3 separate regions of the Pan troglodytes genome follow, and regions 1 and 3 are each linked to region 2. A link is a contact called in public Hi-C and HiChIP or PLAC-seq data. All regions are on one chromosome and are shown on one strand. The core of a region is the stretch at or near the end of the contact, and the rest is flanking DNA. Distances in the headings are between cores, read along the strand shown. Region 1 holds the start of CFAP276 (cilia and flagella associated protein 276). Region 2 holds the start of CELSR2 (cadherin EGF LAG seven-pass G-type receptor 2). Region 3 holds the start of TMEM167B (transmembrane protein 167B).

What was found. A called contact is a pair of places that touch in the nucleus more often than the background predicts. HiChIP or PLAC-seq counts read pairs in DNA pulled down with a chosen protein or histone mark.
Region 1: a Hi-C map of induced pluripotent stem cells shows a contact between it and region 2, with 2.6 times the contacts expected there. The contact joins the promoter of CFAP276 here to the promoter of CELSR2 in region 2. A contact is called at or near these places in 2 of 7 Hi-C or Micro-C datasets (induced pluripotent stem cells and stem cell-derived neural progenitor cells), 1 of 1 datasets of contacts at active chromatin or transcription factors (stem cell-derived excitatory neurons) and 1 of 1 other capture datasets (stem cell-derived neural stem cells).
Region 3: an H3K4me3 HiChIP or PLAC-seq map of stem cell-derived excitatory neurons shows a contact between it and region 2, with 2.8 times the contacts expected there. The contact joins the promoter of TMEM167B here to the promoter of CELSR2 in region 2. A contact is called at or near these places in 2 of 7 Hi-C or Micro-C datasets (both in induced pluripotent stem cells) and 1 of 1 datasets of contacts at active chromatin or transcription factors (stem cell-derived excitatory neurons).

The regions. Positions count from the first base shown.
Region 1 is chr1:122,375,166-122,379,312 of NHGRI_mPanTro3-v2.0_pri, forward strand. It overlaps CFAP276 (cilia and flagella associated protein 276), which reads left to right and starts at 1,395. Exons shown (of 5, transcript XM_003308261.5): 1 at 1,395-1,483. The coding sequence starts at 1,439. ELAPOR1 (endosome-lysosome associated apoptosis and autophagy regulator 1) reads right to left here and starts at 1,167. Exons shown (of 23, transcript NM_001280244.1): 1 at 1,124-1,167; 2 at 780-988. The coding sequence starts at 932.
Region 2 is chr1:122,238,430-122,242,615 of NHGRI_mPanTro3-v2.0_pri, forward strand. CELSR2 (cadherin EGF LAG seven-pass G-type receptor 2) reads right to left here and starts at 2,235. Exons shown (of 34, transcript XM_016923898.4): 1 at 1-2,235. The coding sequence starts at 1,694.
Region 3 is chr1:122,398,039-122,402,529 of NHGRI_mPanTro3-v2.0_pri, forward strand. TMEM167B (transmembrane protein 167B) reads right to left here and starts at 1,530. Exons shown (of 3, transcript XM_009427020.3): 1 at 1,389-1,530. The coding sequence starts at 1,398. LOC104001853 (a long non-coding RNA gene) reads left to right here and starts at 1,613. Exons shown (of 3, transcript XR_010159156.1): 1 at 1,613-1,721.

The DNA of each region.
Region 1 (4,147 bases), core at 145-2,644, 140 kb after region 2:
TTATAAGAGATTGACTACTTATTGTCTGAATTCTGCTTCCAACATATTGGAAATACCTTGAAAAAGACTTTGACATATGTTAAGTCAGAGAAGGAGACTAGAGGTTGGCAGAACACAAGATATTGAAGAACTCAAAATCTGCAAAAAGGTGAGTCGTGTACTGTCAGGTACACTAAACATAGTACGCTGCGGGGAGGCCAAGCTATAAGGAGGAGACACATTTTACAGTCTGCACTAACCGATGTTTAATAAACAAGGAACTAGAGAGCTGGAATCCTATCATCCCTCTCGCACATCTCCCACCTTCACACTCCGTTTTGTGTAGCCGTGATAAAACCACTTCGCTCTGATACTTTTTTCTAGCCTTCCTAACTCCTTTCCTCTCCCACTACTCTTCTTTCCTCTTCCTATTTTGCTTCTCTGTGCATAATCTTTTCTTGTCAACCACTTTTAAGGTGAGTTCAGCCTAACTGAAAAATAACTCGTCTTCCTCCCTCATTCTGAGTTCAGGTACCCAGGTAGCTCCTCTTCTTGGGGCTGGGACCTTTCTCGCTGAGCTCAGCATCCCAATCTGTGAGGATGATCTATCCGTGAGTCCTCCAATGTGCTGGCCTCCTCATGACGCCAGACTGGCTCCTCTTCCCTCCCCCCACGCCTCATCCCCAAAGAAATCTAAACTCCGTGGCGTCTGAAACTCTCTGCGCCTGGGTCCCCAAGGTCTCCGCCTGGATCCAAGACTTTTGTGACCACAGCGGGGTCGGGTAGGGGGGCAGCAGTACCTCTTTGCAGGCGTGAAGCTCCGGTCCCGTTCCCTGGGTCACCTGGAAGGCGGTCCCAGCCCAGAGCAGCAGCCGCAACAGCCGGGGTATGCGCCTCTCAGTTCTTCCCCTGACTCTGGCGGAGAGATGGTGGCTGTGCCCAGGCTCAGCCATAGCGTTGTCCTGAGTGAGCGGCAGTAGCGGCTCAGGTGCTGCGGCTGCTGCTTCTGCTGGCAGAAGGCGGAAAAAAAGGGGAGGGAGGTACACAGGGGGAGGATGCAAGAGGCCAGGCTCGCTCCAGTCACCTCCCTGCGGCTACGCCAACACCGCCCATCCTTCCTCCTCCCTCCGTCCTCTCCTCCTACCCACGTCGCCTTGACAACCGCCTCCTCTCTGGCTCCGCGCGGGTGGGGCAGGGACCACGCGCGCCTCTGCCGCTCACCTGCGGGTCGCCATGGCAGCCGCCGCCGCTGGTGCGCGCGGCGTGGGCGCGGGAGAGCGCGCGCCCGGGGTGCGCAACCGGCCCAACAGGCAGGCCCGGGGCTCGTGTGAAGAACACGGTGGAAGCATCCTCCAAGCCAGCCAACAAATTTCCGTTTTCTACTGCCCTTTCGGGCCAGGGGTTATTTTATGAGCATCTCCGATGTTTCACACGTGGCGTGTGAACCGAGAGAAAGAAGATGGAGAGATCACCCTCCAGACGTCGTCGCCTGGAAGGGGCCCCAGTACGTGTTCCCTCCTACGAAGGCCACTCCTGGAGATCTTACATCCCGCCAAATCCATCCGTGCTTTTACAACCGGCTAGAAGAGAAGCCCCGACACTGTAGTTGATCCGAGTTTAAGCGAGGAGTTTGCCTTAGCCGCAATTTCCCAAGCGCCGCACGTGGGTCTGTCTCTGTCTCTCTCTCTCTCTCTCTCTCTCTCTCTCTCTCTCTCTCTCTCTCTCTCTCTAGACAGGGTCTCACTCTCTCGCCCAGACTGGAGTGCAGTGGCGCGATCTCGGCTAACTGCAACCTCCGCCTTCCGGGTTCAAGAGATTCTCCTGGATTAGCCTCCCGAGTAGCTGGGACTACGGGCGCGTGCCACCAAGCCCAGCTAATTTTTTTCCTACTTTTTGTAGAGACGGGGTTTCGCCATGTTGCCCAGACTGGTCTCGAACTCTTGGGCTTAAGCGATCCGCCCGCCTCCGCTTCCCAAAGTGCTGAGATTACAGGCGTGAACCACCGCGCCCGGCCGTCTTTGGTCTCTTGACATCCTCATTCTCTCATGGCTTTGAAAGCCTTTTGTTAGGTGCGAGGGAGAAGGAAATTTCTGGGTCATCTTTCAGGACTTCTTTCCTCAACTGAAGTCTTTTGCAGAAGTCCTGATGGTAAGCAGCCAGCACTTTTCCGCCGAGGCTCAGGAGTGCAATTCCAAGTCTCGGGGCCCGCTCAGCGGAACGTTCCCTCTGCAGTCCCTGGAGCTTCCTCCCCAGGGGCCTCCCGTGGTCAGCCGCCAGGTGGCGCCCTCCTCTGAGGGAATTCCTCTGTCATAGATGGCTGGGCAGTTGCCTGGCAACCGAAACCAGCGCTCCAAACAATTGGGACCCGGGATCTTATGCCAGTGAGGCTGTGCTGCGGCTGAGCGGGCCTCCCATCCCTCTTAAAAGAGTTAGGCATTTAGGCATGCCTCCCACCCGGGACCCTTTCCAGCAGCCTACATTAGATAACGATGATTCCTACTTAGGAGAACTGCGGGCTTCCAAGGTACTGTGGTTTCTTGCGCAGATTCCCAGTAGGGTCGCCGGTAGTCTTCTTTCTGTCTGTGTGATGAGCAGAGATGGTAACATAAAGGACTCTGGTGAAGACACTCAGTCGGGTACCAGGGAAGTCTGTTTTCTGCCTGCCTCCCTATCTCCATATTCAAGTCGGCTAACGTTTCAGAGGCGTTTTTGAGCAGAGGAAAGTAGAGCTCTAGTCTAGAGGAACAAGGGGCTCTGGCAGCTCAAATCAATTGTGAGTATAATTATGGCAGTGCCCAGGTTCCTTCAAGCTACCCATTTCCCTATTTGGAAGACTGTTCTCTGAAGAGAAATGAGATATGGAGTGGGAGAGAATCCTCTGAAAGCCACCAGAGGTCATGCTTTACACATCTGTGTTCACACTGTCTCTGTCTTCTGGTTAATGCCACAATATGTTTGTTATGTGTGTGTTTAGCATGATGGTGGACACTGATTTCGGAACTTAGATGATCTTTTTTCTGGTAGAAGTGATTGGGATATATGAAGTGGTGCACAATAAGATGAATTAAGTGGTAATTGTGGTCTAATAACAATATTGAGAGCCCCTTTTTATTTATTCAATACTTATTTACTATAAGCCAGACACTCTGCTAAACGCCAAGGATATATAAATAAATTAGATGTAGCTTCTGCTGTCAAGGAACTCTAGTAGTAAAGAGAGACCTACAATAGCAAAAATGCTTGCACAATAGCACATGTTGTGACAGAGTTGTGTGCAGGGTGCCGTGAGAACCAGGAACTTAAAGGAAAGCTTCACAGAACAGATGCATTTTGATGTCCAAATATGAGTTAGGTAGGCCAGGTGAGGGAGTGGATAGAATGTGAGTTAGGAAGAAGGAAACAGGAACCAGATATGCAAGGCAAAGGAAGCAGCAGGTGCAAATACATGGAAAGGAGAGAGAGAATGGCTTATTTGGGGAACTGCAAATAGTCCAGAAGGGCTGGAGTGTAGGCGTGCAATGGAAGCACTCAGAAATCAGAGCTGGAGAGATGCCCTTGGTTGGCTGGGTGTGCTGTGTACACCATGCTAGCTAGCTATGGTTTCATCCTAGGGATGTGAGGAATCATTGTGGGATTTTTTTTTTTTTTGAGACAGGGTCTCCTTGCTCTGTCACCCCAGCTGGAGTGCACTGGTGCAATCTTGGCTTACTGCAGCCTCGAACTCCTGGGCTTAAGCAATTCTCCCACCTCAGCCTCCCAAGTAGCTGGGACTACAGGTGATGCCACCACACCCGGCTAATTCTTATTTTATTTTTTTGTAGAACCAGGATCTTCCTTTGTTGCCCAGGCTGGTCTCAAACTCCTAGCCTCAAGTGATCCTCCTGCTTTGGCCTCCCAAAGTGCTGAGATTACAGGCATGAGCCATGGGTCCCAGCCCCATAGCAGGATTTTAAGTACCACAGTGACACAATCAGATGGGTGTTTTAGGAAGCACAAGTGGCAGCAGACTGGATAGGATGAGAGTGAGACAAGAGGGATCAGCTAGGAGGCAGGTGAGGTGATCTCCAGGAGGAAGAGTAACAGATCTACAGCAGTGCCACAGGGGGTGGCGATCAGGTGCAGATGTGAGAAAGGTGCACAGGGCAGGACTGACAGGACTTGGGGACCG
Region 2 (4,186 bases), core at 985-3,484:
GAGATCCAGCCTGTGCCATTGTTGATGGTGAAGGGGAAGTCATGTCCCACCCCAGCAAGGCGGTATTCCAGGCGGGCATTGTCACCAGCATCAGCGTCGATAGCCTGGACATGGAGAACCAGGTAGCCTAAGGGGACGCTCTCCAGGACAGTAGCCTGGAAAGGGGTGCTGACGAAGATGGGGGCATTGTCGTTGATATCCAGGACCTGTACTGTCACCAAGCCAGAGACATTAGAGAGTGGGGGACGGCCACCATCCTGTGCTCGCACCCGTAGGGTGTACTCCTTGGTCGTCTCATAGTCAAGAGGGCTCACCACATCCAGAGCTCCAGTCTGGGCATCCAGATAAAACTGTCCCCGAGCATTGCCACTCATGATGCTATAGTGCACCAGGGCATTGCTCCCCTTGTCTCGATCCGAGGCTGTGACTCGGAGTACTGGGGCCCCTGGAGTCACATCCTCCCTCACCTGGACCACATAGCGCTTCTCACTAAACTGGGGGGCATTATCATTGTCATCCTCCACAGAAAGGAAAACAGCGGCTGTGGTACTCCGAGGACTCGGGTCCCGACCCTGGTCACTTGCCTCTACCGTCAACTGGTAGGATTCCACCTCTTCCCGATCCACAGGGCCACGGGTTCGGATCACCCCAGAGCGAGGGTCGATCTCAAAGACTTCAGAGGGGCTGCCCCCAGACCCCTCCAGCAGGCGGTACAGAATATTGGCATTGGGAGGGGCATCACCATCCGTGGCCCTGACAGTGAGCACCTCATAGCCAACCTCCAGGTTCTCCCTGAGGCTCTCCTTGTACTCCTGCTGCTCGAACACAGGGTCATGGTCATTGGTGTCAGTAACCAAGATGGTGAGTGTAGCCAGGGCACTTCGTCGGGGCATGCCGTGGTCCTGCGCCGTGACCCTGAAGACGTGGGTGCTCTTGGTCTCACGATCCAGCTCCTCGGCTGTGGTTACTGCACCAGTGACTGGGTCCAGGGAGAAGAACTGGTTGGAGCGGCTATCAAAGAGGGCATCCATGGTGTACTCCAGTCGACCTGCCTCACCCTCGTCCGGGTCGATGGCCCTCAGGGATGCAACAGGGGTGCCTGCTGGCTGGTTCTCCGGCACTGTGGCCTGGTAGCTGGGGGGCTGGAACTGGGGGGCTGTATTTACATTCCTTTTCCGACGCCCACCCAGGGACTCTTCTGGTGACCCTTCCCCTGCCCTGAGCCCGGGGGCCTGTGCCAGCTTGCAGGACTGGCATCTGAGCCGTGGAGCCTTTAAGCACGGGTGCTCCTCGGGCAGTGTGAGCTTGCCCTGTGGGGAAAGGTGGCCTCCAATGCCCAGGAGGCGACAGCTCCAGGGGCAGCCTTCAGGAGCTGGTGGTAGGGGAATATGGGCCCCGGATTCTGGACACCAAACCCTCAGGCCATCGTGGTGGGGTACCAGGTGGCCAGTCAGCTCAGTGCCCGCATCCCTGCAGCGGCTGGTGTAGAGCCAGAGGTTCGACGCTGAGGATGGACAGAGCCAGCCCATGGGGGCGCAGGCCCCCAAAGAGCCTCGTCCCCTGGACCCCAAGGAACGACAGGGCCCCACTTGGTCTCCCAATAGTGGCGGCGGCAGCAGCAGCAGCAACAGCAGCAGCAGCGGCGGCGGCGGCGGCGGCGTTGGGAGGGGGGCGCCGGTGGCCGGGCTCCGCATCTCTCCCAGCTCCCGGCCGGCGGCCGGGTCAACGGCGGCGGCGGCTCCTCCTCCGGCTCCTGCCGGCCCCGCCGCGCCTCATGCCCGGGCCAGGGCGCCAGTCCCCGGGGGCCTCCCGTGCGCCCCGCGGGGCCTGCGTCTGGATGGCTCGGCGGGACCCCGCGCTGCACCCTCCGACGAGCCCGGGCTCCCACCGCCCCCTGAGCCAGACCCGCTCCCGGGTCACCCTGAGCACCGCGGGCTGCCGCCGCGCCTCCACCTGCGCTCCGGGCACTCACCACCTGCGCCCGGGGGCCCCGCGGCGCCCCTGGCCTTGCCGGGCCCCGGGTTCCGGAGCCGGGGTGCCCCCTCCGCCCCTATGGGATCGCCCACCTGCGCCCGCGTAGCCGTGCGCCCCGACCCCGGCCCGGCCCCGGCGGCCCCCGACGGTCCCGCGCCGCCCGCTCGCGCCCCGCGTCCCCGCCGCGGCTGCTGCCTGTCGCCGCGGCCCCGGGCCCAGCCCCGCGCTCCCTCGCCTCCCCGGCGGGCGGGCGAGCTCTGCAGAGTCGCGGCGGCGGCTCATTACCATAGACCTGCTCGCGCCGCGGCCGCCTTAAAGCGGCAACGCCGGCCGCGCTGGAGGAGGTGGGCCCCACCCAGAGCACTCCTCCGCCCGACGCGCCAGGATTCCCTCCAGCAGAACCCTCCATCCCAATTTCCCCAGGCCGGCCTCGCCAGATGCCCGGTGCGAATTAGCGATCGGAAGCCACACAGCCGATGATAATCATGGTGGAAGTACCCTAAGTATGCCTAGAGGTTTCCAAAACATTTTAAGGGCTCTCAGAGGCCAAGTTCCCAGTTCATTCCAGTCATAAAAGCCCTCGTTGCTGTCCCCTCCCATAGGTCAGACAGAGTTAAAAGGGCCCTGAGCAACACAACAAAGCCTCCAAAATCCCAGAGAAGCACCCACAATGAGTCACCGGGCCCACTTGCTCCCTACCCTCCACCCCACCAGCGAGGCTGTGGTCTGACCAGCATGCCCCTTGGGGTCGGGCTGTTGGAAGAATGACCCCAGCCTCATGTTGGACAGCACTTGGGCTTTTCCAGGGAGGTAAATTAGAAGGGTCAGAGTGGGTGGAAGCCAGGTGGTGTAAACACACTATCACCAGATTCGGAGGACGGCTGCGGTGGAGCCTAGCTTTAACACAGGCTTCCTGGATCCTAGACAAGGGGGTTGCACTGCCCCCTGAGGTCCTGTCTAGAGAGGTGGCCTCTCATCCCCTCCTGCCTCCCTGTCCATGTCCTGCGGCTACCCCCTCCTTCCGCCCCAGTTTTGTGACCAGCGAGGAGGCCTACCTGGTACCCGGGCTCCTGACCCTCTCCAAGGCAGCTTCATTTGAGAGGGTGTGCAGGATTCCAGGGGTTCTCCAAGAGGACCAGACATGAAGCTGGACCACACGGAGAGCCAGGCAGGAGCCGTGCAGGCGACCCAGAAAAGGCTTCCCTACATCCTGGAGCAGCCAGGGACCCAGTCAGGTGGTCCCTGGGGGGATGCCCTGGCCTGGGGGGATGCCTGGGCCTGGGTCCCAGCCTCCAACACCACAGCTATGTGACCTTGCTCAAATTCTGTGACTCAATGTCCCTTTTTGTAAAATGAAGGGATTGAATAAGGTGAATGGTTCTCAAATGTTTATTTAGCAGTAGAATTCTTTTCTTCAAAAGAAATCTGAAGTGGAAGGCCAGAATATAGAACAGATGAGTAGTGCTGCTGGGTTGAAGTGAGGGGGTCAGGGCCTTGCCCCTCTCCACCACTCCCCCAACCAAGAAATCCCTGGGCTGCTCTGTGCAACTTGAGGGTCTGGAGGAACCCATGTGAAAAGCACTGGATCAGGTGCTCCCTTCTACCACTGCCCCCGGTCACAGTGGTGCCACTCTCACTGGGTCACAGCAGAGGATCCCCCAGCCCCAGGCCCAAGGAGTGTCTGTGTGACCACACAGTGAGGCCAAGGATGAGAAATCAGCTTTTCTCTTTTCCCCTGGGGAAACAGGAAAGGAGATGGGCCTTGGGTACAGCAAGAAAGATTAGGGTTAGACTGTGCTCCTGGCAGGATGGATAGAAGTAGGTAGGAGGAGGACCCATGGCTCAAGGAAATGCCCTCCCCTTTGACCAAACAGGAGCTTTCTTCCTCTGAGCAAGGCCAAGGGCAGCTCTGGAGATGGAGGCATGGGTTACACAGCCTCCGCAGGGCTCTGCCTCTCTAGACTTCCTCAGACTCTGGAGTTTGGAAGGATCTAGGGGCTGCGTGGGCATTTTGTTCTTCACCTAATAGCCATGTGGTGCAGAGAATGCTTGGAAATTATACCATCTGTTAATTATCCTTTGAATTGGGGTTGGGTAATGAGACTCTCATTTCTGGTGAAGGCCCAAGCCAACCCGTGGAGAAGCTGCAGCTCTCCATTCATCTCGCTCCCTTTGTTGCTAAAATAAGCTTTCTGTGTGGGAGGAAAGAGTA
Region 3 (4,491 bases), core at 280-2,779, 160 kb after region 2:
CAATTTTCCTATCATCTTACACTTTATGGATGATACTCTAAGAAACCGAATTTCTGCCAGAATAATAACAGATTTTTCTAAAACAAAGAAAAAGGATCTAAGGCTTCAACATAGAAAGCTTTAACTTCTTAGCTCTGTTTCTTAAATACATAAACCAAGCTTATTTCTTGTACAGGGAAGCACAATGAATCACCTAATTGCAAAAAACAAGAAGATATTGGACCACAAAATGGGGGAAGAATGACTAAAATTTATTCAGCAACTACCGTGTCAAACTGCTGTCTTACTTCCTGGTTCAGATTCTGTCTTCCTCTGGGTAAATTCCCTTTTCTTACTGTGCCTAGTATTCTGAGACCTCTGACTTCCCAGGAAGCTCCAAATGAATATTATATATAACCAGTGTCCGCCAGTTCTAGATCACACTACCTCTCTTCCTCCAGTAAAACTGTCTCACAGCTAAGGTGTCACTAAGAAAGGGTCCAGCAAATTAATACATACACTAAGGTTTTCTGAGGAACTATACCTTCACGTGCTACCCCTTTTCTCTCATAAGTTTCTGCAGACAATGTCAAAATTCACAAGGAGGTTAAATTCGAGTCTTCAGTGCCAGGTCTATGGACAAAGTACTTTTGAGAAATGCTTTTCGGAGCCCCTCGAATCATCGTAATGCCTAAAAGGCTTTCTCTTCTCCTTTCCTGTAAGGTTGACGCTAAAAATCATGAAGGCCCTCCTTCCTGTCCTCCTCTGGAATTCAGAATTCATAAAGTGTTTGAAGAGGCCTGGAAAATTAGGTCAGATAAACTGCCTCATCATCTAGAAGAGGCAGTGTCTAAATCCACCCCTTGCAACACTAGTCAGGGTCTCCACGTGGGATCACCCCGCCAGGACTTTAAAATAGAAATCTTTCCGGTATTTTTCCATAAGAAGAAGCTTTTGTGGGGTCTACATTCACCAGCACCCCCAAAAGTGTGGGACTTGATATTCTATGTCATTTATTGGCCCTCTCAACAAAACTACGGTCCGAAAGCATGAGAACGCAGGGAGCTGGGAGGAGGAGCCTCTCTCTTCCCCGGGTTTAAATAGCAGTAGTACCTCTGGGACTGACCTCTCCAAGGGCCAGAAAGAACTAAGAAAAAGAAAAGGGAAAGCAAAGCATAGGGATAGATAACTCGAGGTGTGAGCATAAGAGGCACTGGGGGTCCTAGATGAATATGGGAAGGGGGAACCCGTAGAGGAGTATAGGGGTACAGAAGTTAGGGGCGTCGAGAGACCAAGGGGGGCCGGGCTGGGAGGGGGCGGGGAGAACGGCCACGTCAGTCCCGGCCCCGCCCGCCACGTTTTCCCTTCGTCCTTCACTCCCACCCTCCGCTAAGGGCATCAGTTCTCACCGTTCGTCATGGCGGCTGGCCCTGGACCTGGGTAGGGGGTCCGGGTTCAGTGGTAATAGCGGCGGAGATGGGGGAGCGCCCGCTTGACACTTCCCGATCCGGGCCGAGGCGACTGGAAGAAGCCGTAGTACGCAGGAGCAAGGGCCGAGAGGCGAGCGCCGAACGCTATCAGGAGTGGCTAGCCGATTGTCGAGCTCGGGAAACTGCGTGTTTACGTAGGGTAAGAAGAACGCTATCCCGGAGGCTTCCTACTTGGCCGTGGTAACTAAGTCTTTTCTGCGTGCCCCTGCGGGCGTAGGGCTGGGGCTGGCCCGCGTCAGTGTGTTTGAAAAGGTAAAGGCTTGTAGTTTTGTAGTTTATTTTGCGCCGTGGCGGCTGCTGTGTGTAAGCAGCAGCCTACCTATGAGGTTTTCATCGTCCTGGGCTTCCACTTGAGAGAACTCCAGCACCGCGGGTGAAGAAGCCGCACCTGCGGCCTCCGTGACTGCCCTTGAGCTGCTCTTCCTTACTCCGGATGGAAATCTAGTCAGACTGCGTCTGAACGTTGCAAATGAAATGAGGAACCTTGTAACAAAAACAAGTCGCGGCCGGGCGCGGTGGCTCACGCCTGTAATCCCAGCACTTTGGGAGGCCGAGCCAGGCGGATCACCTGAGGTCGGAGTTCGAGACCAGCCTGACCAACAAGGAGAAACCCCGTCTCTACTAAACATACAAAATTAGCCGGGCGCGGTGGCTCATGCCTGTAATGTAATCCCAGCTACTCGGGAAGCTGAGGCAGGAGAATCGCTTGAACCTGGGAGGCGGAGGTTGCGGTGAGCCGAGATCGCGCCATTGCACTCCAGCCTGGGCAACAAGAGCGGAAACTCCGTCTCAAAAACAACAACAACAACAACAACAAAAACCAAGTCGCATCTTTCAGATCCTAAAGCACCACGTCGTCGGAAAACATTCAAATGGTTGCCCGTTTGCTTGTGTGAATTTTTCTTTTCCTTAAACTATCAGGAGAATCTCTATTCTCCTGCATTTAATTAATGCTGGGTTCACTTCAGCCACTTTAACCAGAAATCGGCGATATCTAGACACCGCTTCTCTGGGGACACTTTGACAACGTGACAAAAGACATTGCCAGTCTAATGATGGGGGTGGGGTGGAGGAGACGAAAGTTCAGATTCAGATTTGCATACTGAAATCCTTAATTGCACACAACTCGGCCCGCTTTATTAGAGTTCGGGCGGAAGTGCGACACCGAGTCCTCCAAGGCTAACTGGAGGGTTAAATTATACGGTTACTAATCCGCCGTGCTTGTCAAGGGCCTAAAGGGACTCTGCCCCTTTCTGCTGCAGTGCCATCTGCTGGCTGCAGCCTGCTTGGTTACCCAGAGGGAAAACTGCCAAAGCATCCTCTGGAAGCTGGCCTGGAAAGACAAGCCAAAGTCTAGTGCAGGACAGATGCCTTGAGGAAATATACATATATGCAGAAAGAAAAAAAAAAAAAAAGACGGCGTATATACGGGACAAAACCTAGGACAAGGCCAGGCAGCCACTCAGATTATATATATGTTTGCACATTCACACACAGACAAATTCCCCTGCCCAAAAGAACTGTTCAGGACCACTCAAAAACAAAACAGAACAAAAGCTCTATTGTTTAGGCCTTCGAATCCTTCATCAACCATTGTCTAAAACAGCAGCAGCTGGCCGGGCGCGGCTCCCGCCTGTAATCCCAGCACTTTGGGAGGCCGAGGCAGGCGGATTACCTGAGGTCAGGAGTTCAAGACCACCCTGACCACATGGTGAAACCCCGTCTCTACTTAAAAAAAAAAAAAAAGAAAGAAAGAAAAAAAGAAATACAGAAATTAGCCTGGCATGGTGGCGTGCGCCTGTAATCCCAGCTACTCGGAAGGCAGAGGCAGGAGAATAGCTTGAACCCGGGAGGGAGAGGTTGCAGTGAGCCGAGACAGCACCACTGCCCTCCAGCCTGGGCGACAGAGCGAGACTCCATTTCAAATAATAATAATAACTGCCCCTCTTTGGCCGGGCGCGGTTGCTCACGCCTGTAATTCCAGCACTTTGGGAGGCCGAGGTGGGCGGATCACCTGAGGTCGGGAGTTCGAGACCAGCCTGACCAACATGGAGAAACCCCGTCTCTACTAAAAATACAAAAGTAGCCGGGCATGGTGGCACATGCCTGTAATCCCAGCTACTTGGGAGGCTGAGGCAGGAGAATCGCTTGAACTGGGGAGGCAGAGGTTGCGGTGAGCTGAGATACTGCCATAGCACGCTAGCCTGGGCAACAGAGTGAAACTCTGTCTCAAAAAAAACAAAGAAAAGAAAAAAAATTGCCCCTCTTGTAATCCTACAGCCATCACCTTAGTAATTTTGCTATATTGGTAGTCTTTAAGTATCAATTATGTCCTCACAACAATGAAAACTTACATTTTTATAACATTTTGACATTTTCAAAACAAACACACCTTGTCATATGATCTTATTTAACCCTCACAACTGCCTGATTACCCCTGTTTTAGAAATAAACCAAGGTTTAGGGTAAGGACTGCCAAGTATTACACTGGCACAATAATTCCAGCCTTCTGAAATCAGGACTAGAAAATTTTCCTCCATACCACACTGGTGTTTCCTTTGACAGCTACCACTACCTACTGAATAATGCCTAAGTCCTTAGCCTGCTACTCAAGGCCTTCCAATAGTATTTTCCACTGTTCCCTATATGGGCTTTAAGCTTTGTCTATAAAGACTATGTTCTTCAGTTACAGTCTTTGCTTTCTCATTTTTGCTCATGCCACTCACTTTTTAGAGATAATTTTTTCTCCCCATTTTTTTTTAACTAGATGAAAACCTCTCCAGTTTTTGTCATACTCTGAAAGACAAGTCTTTCCTCTTCTGTCATTCTCAGAGGTTAGAATAAAAGTTAATCAGCTGGGCGCGGGGGCTCACGCCTGTAATCTCAACACTTTGGGAGGCCGAGGCGGGAGGATCACCTGAGGTCGGGAGTTCGAGACCAGCCTGGCCAGCATGGTGAAACCCCGTGTCTACTAAAAATTCAAAAAAATTAGCCGGGAGTGGTGGCAGGTGCCTGTAATCCC